2 separate regions of the Mus musculus genome follow, and region 2 is linked to region 1. Evidence: chromatin contacts called from public Hi-C data. All regions are on one chromosome and are shown on one strand. The core of a region is the stretch at or near the end of the contact, and the rest is flanking DNA. Distances in the headings are between cores, read along the strand shown.

Region 1 (2,647 bases), core at 97-2,596:
GCTCGACCCTAATCGCATTCTGTAACCTAGAAGCAGTGGAAAGCCAGGTCACCTCCAGTCAGGGGACACATTTCCCACAAGCTAAGCAACTGTGCCTCAGGAGAGAAGATACCTTTTTGTCTCTGGGGGATGGGAAGCAGGTATCCTTTTAAAGACTTAATCATTAAGCACAGATGTGGAGGTAAATATACCTCCCTTCCCCCCCCCCCCCACGTTACTTTCCCAGAGGGACCCTCACAGTGCTCCTGTTGCACCATTAACCGAGCACTAAATCCTGGCCACGCCTTCCTCCCTTTGGCTTGGGGGGGGGGTCGGGGGGGGGTCTGTCTTGCTTTTTGTTTTCAATGTTCTATAACTCTATTGCATGTGCACTCTTAAAAATTCTTTTTCAAAGAGGCAGGGTATGAGTAAATACAGAACATCCATGATATTTGAAGGGGCCCGGAAAGTAAATTTCAGAACTTTACTCGGAGCCTATTGCTCATTCCCCTAGCAAACACTGCCGCTCTGGTTTTTTTCTCTGCCGCTACCAAAGCCACAATTACCCAGGCAATTTTGCAATGTTGTTTTATTCCCACTTATCCTCTGGGGCATGCGGGAGAATATGTTACCTTCAATCAAGAGGCCCCACAGTACCTCATCCAGCCTGCACGACCACACAAATTATCTGTGCAGTCTTTGAAGGCCACAATAGGCTTGTGCAAGGGCCCAAAGTTAGGCCAGAAAGGAAAAGGGGGGGAGGGGGGAACCTTTAGGGGGAAGGGAGGACTTACTGAGCACTACCTATCTTATAGTGATTGGGGATGAGGGGGGAGAGAGGTCGTGAGGGGTCAACACAGGACTGGATGCTGCCAGCCAGCCTAACTTCAAATTTAGAAGAATTGAAAGCACAGCACGGTGATTGATTCTTCAGTTTGGAGTACTCAGATTTTCACAACATCAATTCAGGTCTTAGCAGGAGCATATCTGGGAGGGGGGGCTGCTAGAGAAAGGGAGCAAAAATAAGCACCTCTGCTTTGCAAGGGATTTGCAGATGAGCTGCACTTGGGAAGAGCTAGGCTGTGCTGTGCTGCCTGCACCTTGTCCTGGACCATTTCAATCCTTACCCAGTAGGATTTGAGTTAAAGCCCAGTCACAAATCCCCATGGAAGCTGGCTTTTCCCCCAGCAGGGCACTTTACACTTTTTAAAAAGTTACAAATGTGCTTGCTACAGATCTCATCAGACTGAACTCTCTTCCAGGTTTCAACAGGATGGTGGAAACAAAACAGTACCCATCTTGGGTGCAAACAGCCGCCCACACGTGAACAGAATTAGTGCTGACTTGGTGGTGGGCTGTGGAAAGTGACGTCAGCAGGCTGTGTCCTGGCCAGCTGTCTGAGTTGGTCGGAACAACTTTCTCTGCTCATATTCCAGAGAACCGGCTCTCTAAAACCTTTCTGGTCCTCTTTCATCAGAGCTTCATCATTACAGCATTAAAAGACTCTGATGAGGCTGAGGCTAAACTTAGCCTGGCCCTCAAATGTGAAAGTGCTCCTAAAATTAGGCTTTCCAGCTGGGCTTGCTGGAGATTACAGGGGTGGTGGTGGTGGTAACCTTCTCTCCTTCCTGTCCCTTCCCCCAACAGCTTGGGTTTCAGACTGTCTCAGCTGCAGAGACCACCCTAGCAAAGCTGGAGACTTCTCTGCACTGAGGCAGTGAAAGGCTTGAAGTGGGTGGAGCCTGTGTTTCCTCCCGATTCAAAAGAGCTACCAAGAAGCGTCAGAGTTTGTCTAGTCTCTATTTCCCTCCATATGTCTATATATTTGGCACTGTTCATCTTTGTTAGCGTCTTCGAAGTTTTCTGTTTGGTCTTAAAGTTGGCTTGTGTTAGTGTTTTAAAGGACATTCGCCTACTCGATTCTTCAGTCACGCAGGGTGAAGTTAGTGTCTTAGCATTGAGTAATAGTTTGATTGACTATAGTGACTAAGAACCCAGATTTCCAGGCAGGCACTGACAGAAAGAACCATCTGTCCTTTATCCTGACCGGGTTTGTTTTGTTAAGAACAGTCTGACACTCAGAGATCCCCACAGTGTGCTTCATACACACGTGATCGACCTCACCTAGGAGTCCTGCTGGTAAACCGACTATTCCACCCACAGGTGGAAGTAGTATGACAATTTATCTGGGTTAGGGAGATGGAAAGCCACGCCCTCCTCTCTCCAGGAGATGGGTGCCACTGTGCGTGTGGTAAAATATCTTTATTCATTTCCACTGTGGAATGTCCAGACTTTATGTTTCTCGTTGAGAGCTTAAGTACAGTAAGGGATTTAACATTCTCTGGATCCCCGTCTTGGGCAAGGTCTCTGAGGTACTGGGATAACCTCAACCTGTCAGGGGTTCACACAGAATGAAAGGCAATGGAGACTGGCTGCAGACATCAGGAAAACCTGGGGGTGGAGCCCAGGTTTCACTTGATTCTTTCCCACCCCAGGGGGGGGGGGTTACCTTTGCTCTGAGTTAGGTAGGCAGTCTGCAGGGTGGCAGATGGCACTAATGTCGCTGGAGGAGCAGCAAAGGGCAGGGAGGGTAACCTAAAACTAAATACTTCCAAAGTACCACGGTAACATTAGCCTCGGTGTCCTTTGGTTTGACTGAGGCTTCCGT
Region 2 (2,647 bases), core at 86-2,585, 890 kb before region 1:
CTCCACATTGCTGTCTCTTAGGTAGCTTCTCTCTTTCGGTTCTCATCAGAGTTGGGCAGATCCTGTTCTGTCAAATCTTTCTCTGATTCATCAGCTTTTCTGCCAGTCATTTAGACAGAACCTTCAAACATGGCTGCTTCCTTCTACAAACTAACCTTATCTTCATTGTTTGGGATTAAAGGTGTGTGCCAAGGGCTGAGTCACACCACAACTAGAAACAGGCTTTTTTGTTTGTTTGTTTGTTTTTTCAGTAAGTAACACAATCTTGAAGTTCACAGTGTGATCAAATATCCTGCAACACATGTGTGCTGTGTTGACAGTGACTCTCGAAGGTCCACTCGGAAGCCATTTTGAGCACTTACCGATTACTTTAGATGGTGTCGAAATGCACTGCACTCCCCACAGCAGGAAGGTAATAGTTGTTGCTTATCTTGGCTCTTCCTTGGTTCCATGCTTGCCTTGGCTCTTCTGCCATAGCCCAACAGATGTTCAGCTTTCAGAAGGCATCTGGCAGTGTTCCGACCAATCGCACCACACTTTGCTTTTCAGACATTCTTAAAGCACTGGACAACTTCTTGTGGCACAGGCTCAGCTGCTGGCGATGGCAATGGAGACTCCCGGCTCAGGTCGCTGGCTTGATTAGTCTTTCTCTTCTCCACTACTGCCATTCCTCCTGCTTCACACACCCTCTCTTACTCCTCCAGAGGAAATATAAGAACTTTCTACACGTCAACAGCAGCCGAGTTCTAGGTATGGTTCTTGGCACACTCTGTGGTGTTCTGGAGCATGGGTCCTCTTAGCATGGCGGTGGGAATTATTATTTTTGTCAGGGGCTAGGGTGCCGAAGTGACTCATTGGGCTTTTCCACAGCTGCCAATGGGTTTGAATTTATGGCAGAGATTCATAAGAAATGTGATTTTTTTTGTCTTTTTTTTTTTTTCCATCTGAAACAAGAGTACAGATGGCTTGTACTTTTAATTTTCTTGCTGCCACCTGGGAAGGATTTGTCATTTTGTTCCTGAAGGGAAAAGAACTGCATCTGACAAAAATCTGTGTTGAAAACTCCCTGGACCCTGACAGAGCAATTCCGGCTGTTCGTGTGTGCTTATCTGTCTGTGTGGAATCTTCATGAGAACTCTGTGGTTTCCACACAGGTGGTTTCTCCCTCCATATCCCTAAAGCTTCCCAAGGTGTGGAACAATAATTGGACTGGAAGCCTTGCTGGGTAAATCAAACAAAGCAACCAAACATGAAGGGAGCAGTGGTAAAATGGATGGAGACTGGAAAGAGATCTTTGCTCCTCTGAATTTGAACAAAGCGCTAGGCGGAGCCAGCAGCCCAACTTCCAGGATGAGTGCTCGCCCTGGAGCTGTACCCTCTCCTGCCTCTCCTGGGTGTCTTTTGTGGCCTCACTACTCAGCTTACATTTTCCCTTGCTAGTTCCTCGGCAGGCCTGCCCCCCTGCTCCCCCACTGAGGAGGTACTTTCCTGTCCCTTTCCCAAGGCGCTCTAGGCTCCTGGCCAGCTAGCGCTGACCTTGTAGTTACCTTTACTCCCTGCCTCTGGGAGGCTCATCCTGATTGGACCATAACCCCTCACCCTTTTCTTCTACTCAAATTCACAGAGGTCATGTGGGATACTCCTTCATGGCCTGCAGGTTTTATTCTCCAGGAAAGTTTGACTCACGCATTCACCCATGGCCAGGCTCTAGCACCCTCCTTGCAGTGACTGGAAGCACCTGAGTGTCGGCTAGACCATTCCCAGAAGGGTCTCTGTTCTTTGAGAAGGTTAGTTGGAAACACCCAGGGGCCATAGGATGGGGTGGGGACTCCTTCCAGGCCCCTTAAGGGATCCATTTGGGTGTGAGAAACTTGCCAGCCTTCCCAGAGTCCCTCTCTTCTGACCTTCTCCCACTTCCCCTTCCTCTCTCTCTCCTTCCAGATTCTACTCATTCAGCAAGAACAATTCTTACCTAAGGACAGACACACTCTTATGAGTCCAGCTCCTTAATGTGCTTCAAAGCCATGGCCCCCAAACCAATCTCCATACTTGCTCCCCACCCCAAACCCCACAAAACATTACAAAACACAACCCCCACTCTTGCTAATAACAAATTTTAGATGCTGATTATGTAGTTATCTTCCCTAATGTCTTAGTTAGGGTTTTACTGCTAGACACCATGACCAAGGCAACTCTTATAAGGACATTTAATTGAAGCTAGCTTACAGGTTCAGAGGTTCAGTCCATTATCATCAAGGCAGGAACATGGCAACATCCAGGCAGACATGGTATAGGAGGAGCTGAGAATTCTATATCTACATCTGAAGGCTGCTAGCAGAATACTGGCTTCCAGGCAGCTAGGATGAGCGTCTTAAAGCCCACACTAACAGTGACACAGTGACTCCAACAAGGCCACACCTACTACTAGTAGTGCCATTCCCTGGGCCAAGCATATACAAAGTGCCACACCAACCTATACACACACACCATGTATGTGAAAGGTGAAGCTGTAGACAAGCTTACCTTTTGTTATTACGAGATTTCCTGGAGCTCAGGAATGCCTAGTCTATCTGGTTTTGGAGGCGCATAGCATGACTCAGCCCTCACCATGGCAGAAAATATATGCTCTCATCATTTCTTATTTTCA

What was found. A called contact is a pair of places that touch in the nucleus more often than the background predicts.
Region 2: a Hi-C map of cortical neurons shows a contact between it and region 1, with 4 times the contacts expected there. The contact joins two enhancer-like sites. A contact is called at or near these places in 2 of 484 Hi-C or Micro-C datasets (both in cortical neurons) and 1 of 115 datasets of contacts at active chromatin or transcription factors (astrocytes).

The regions. Positions count from the first base shown.
Region 1 is chr14:77,579,775-77,582,421 of GRCm38.p6, reverse strand. It overlaps Enox1 (ecto-NOX disulfide-thiol exchanger 1), which reads right to left. Exons shown (of 19, transcript NM_172813.3): 10 at 1-26. Among named protein-coding and RNA genes, the nearest start is that of Gm52115, 16 kb to the left of the region's middle. Within about 2 kb of position 1,346, at least 61 of the 459 cell types and tissues checked have an H3K27ac peak or open chromatin away from gene starts, as enhancers often do. A contact at or near this core is called in cortical neurons, where this site is marked.
Region 2 is chr14:78,468,044-78,470,690 of GRCm38.p6, reverse strand. No RefSeq gene overlaps it. Among named protein-coding and RNA genes, the nearest start is that of Akap11, 67 kb to the left of the region's middle. Within about 2 kb of position 1,335, at least 9 of the 459 cell types and tissues checked have an H3K27ac peak or open chromatin away from gene starts, as enhancers often do. A contact at or near this core is called in cortical neurons, where this site is marked.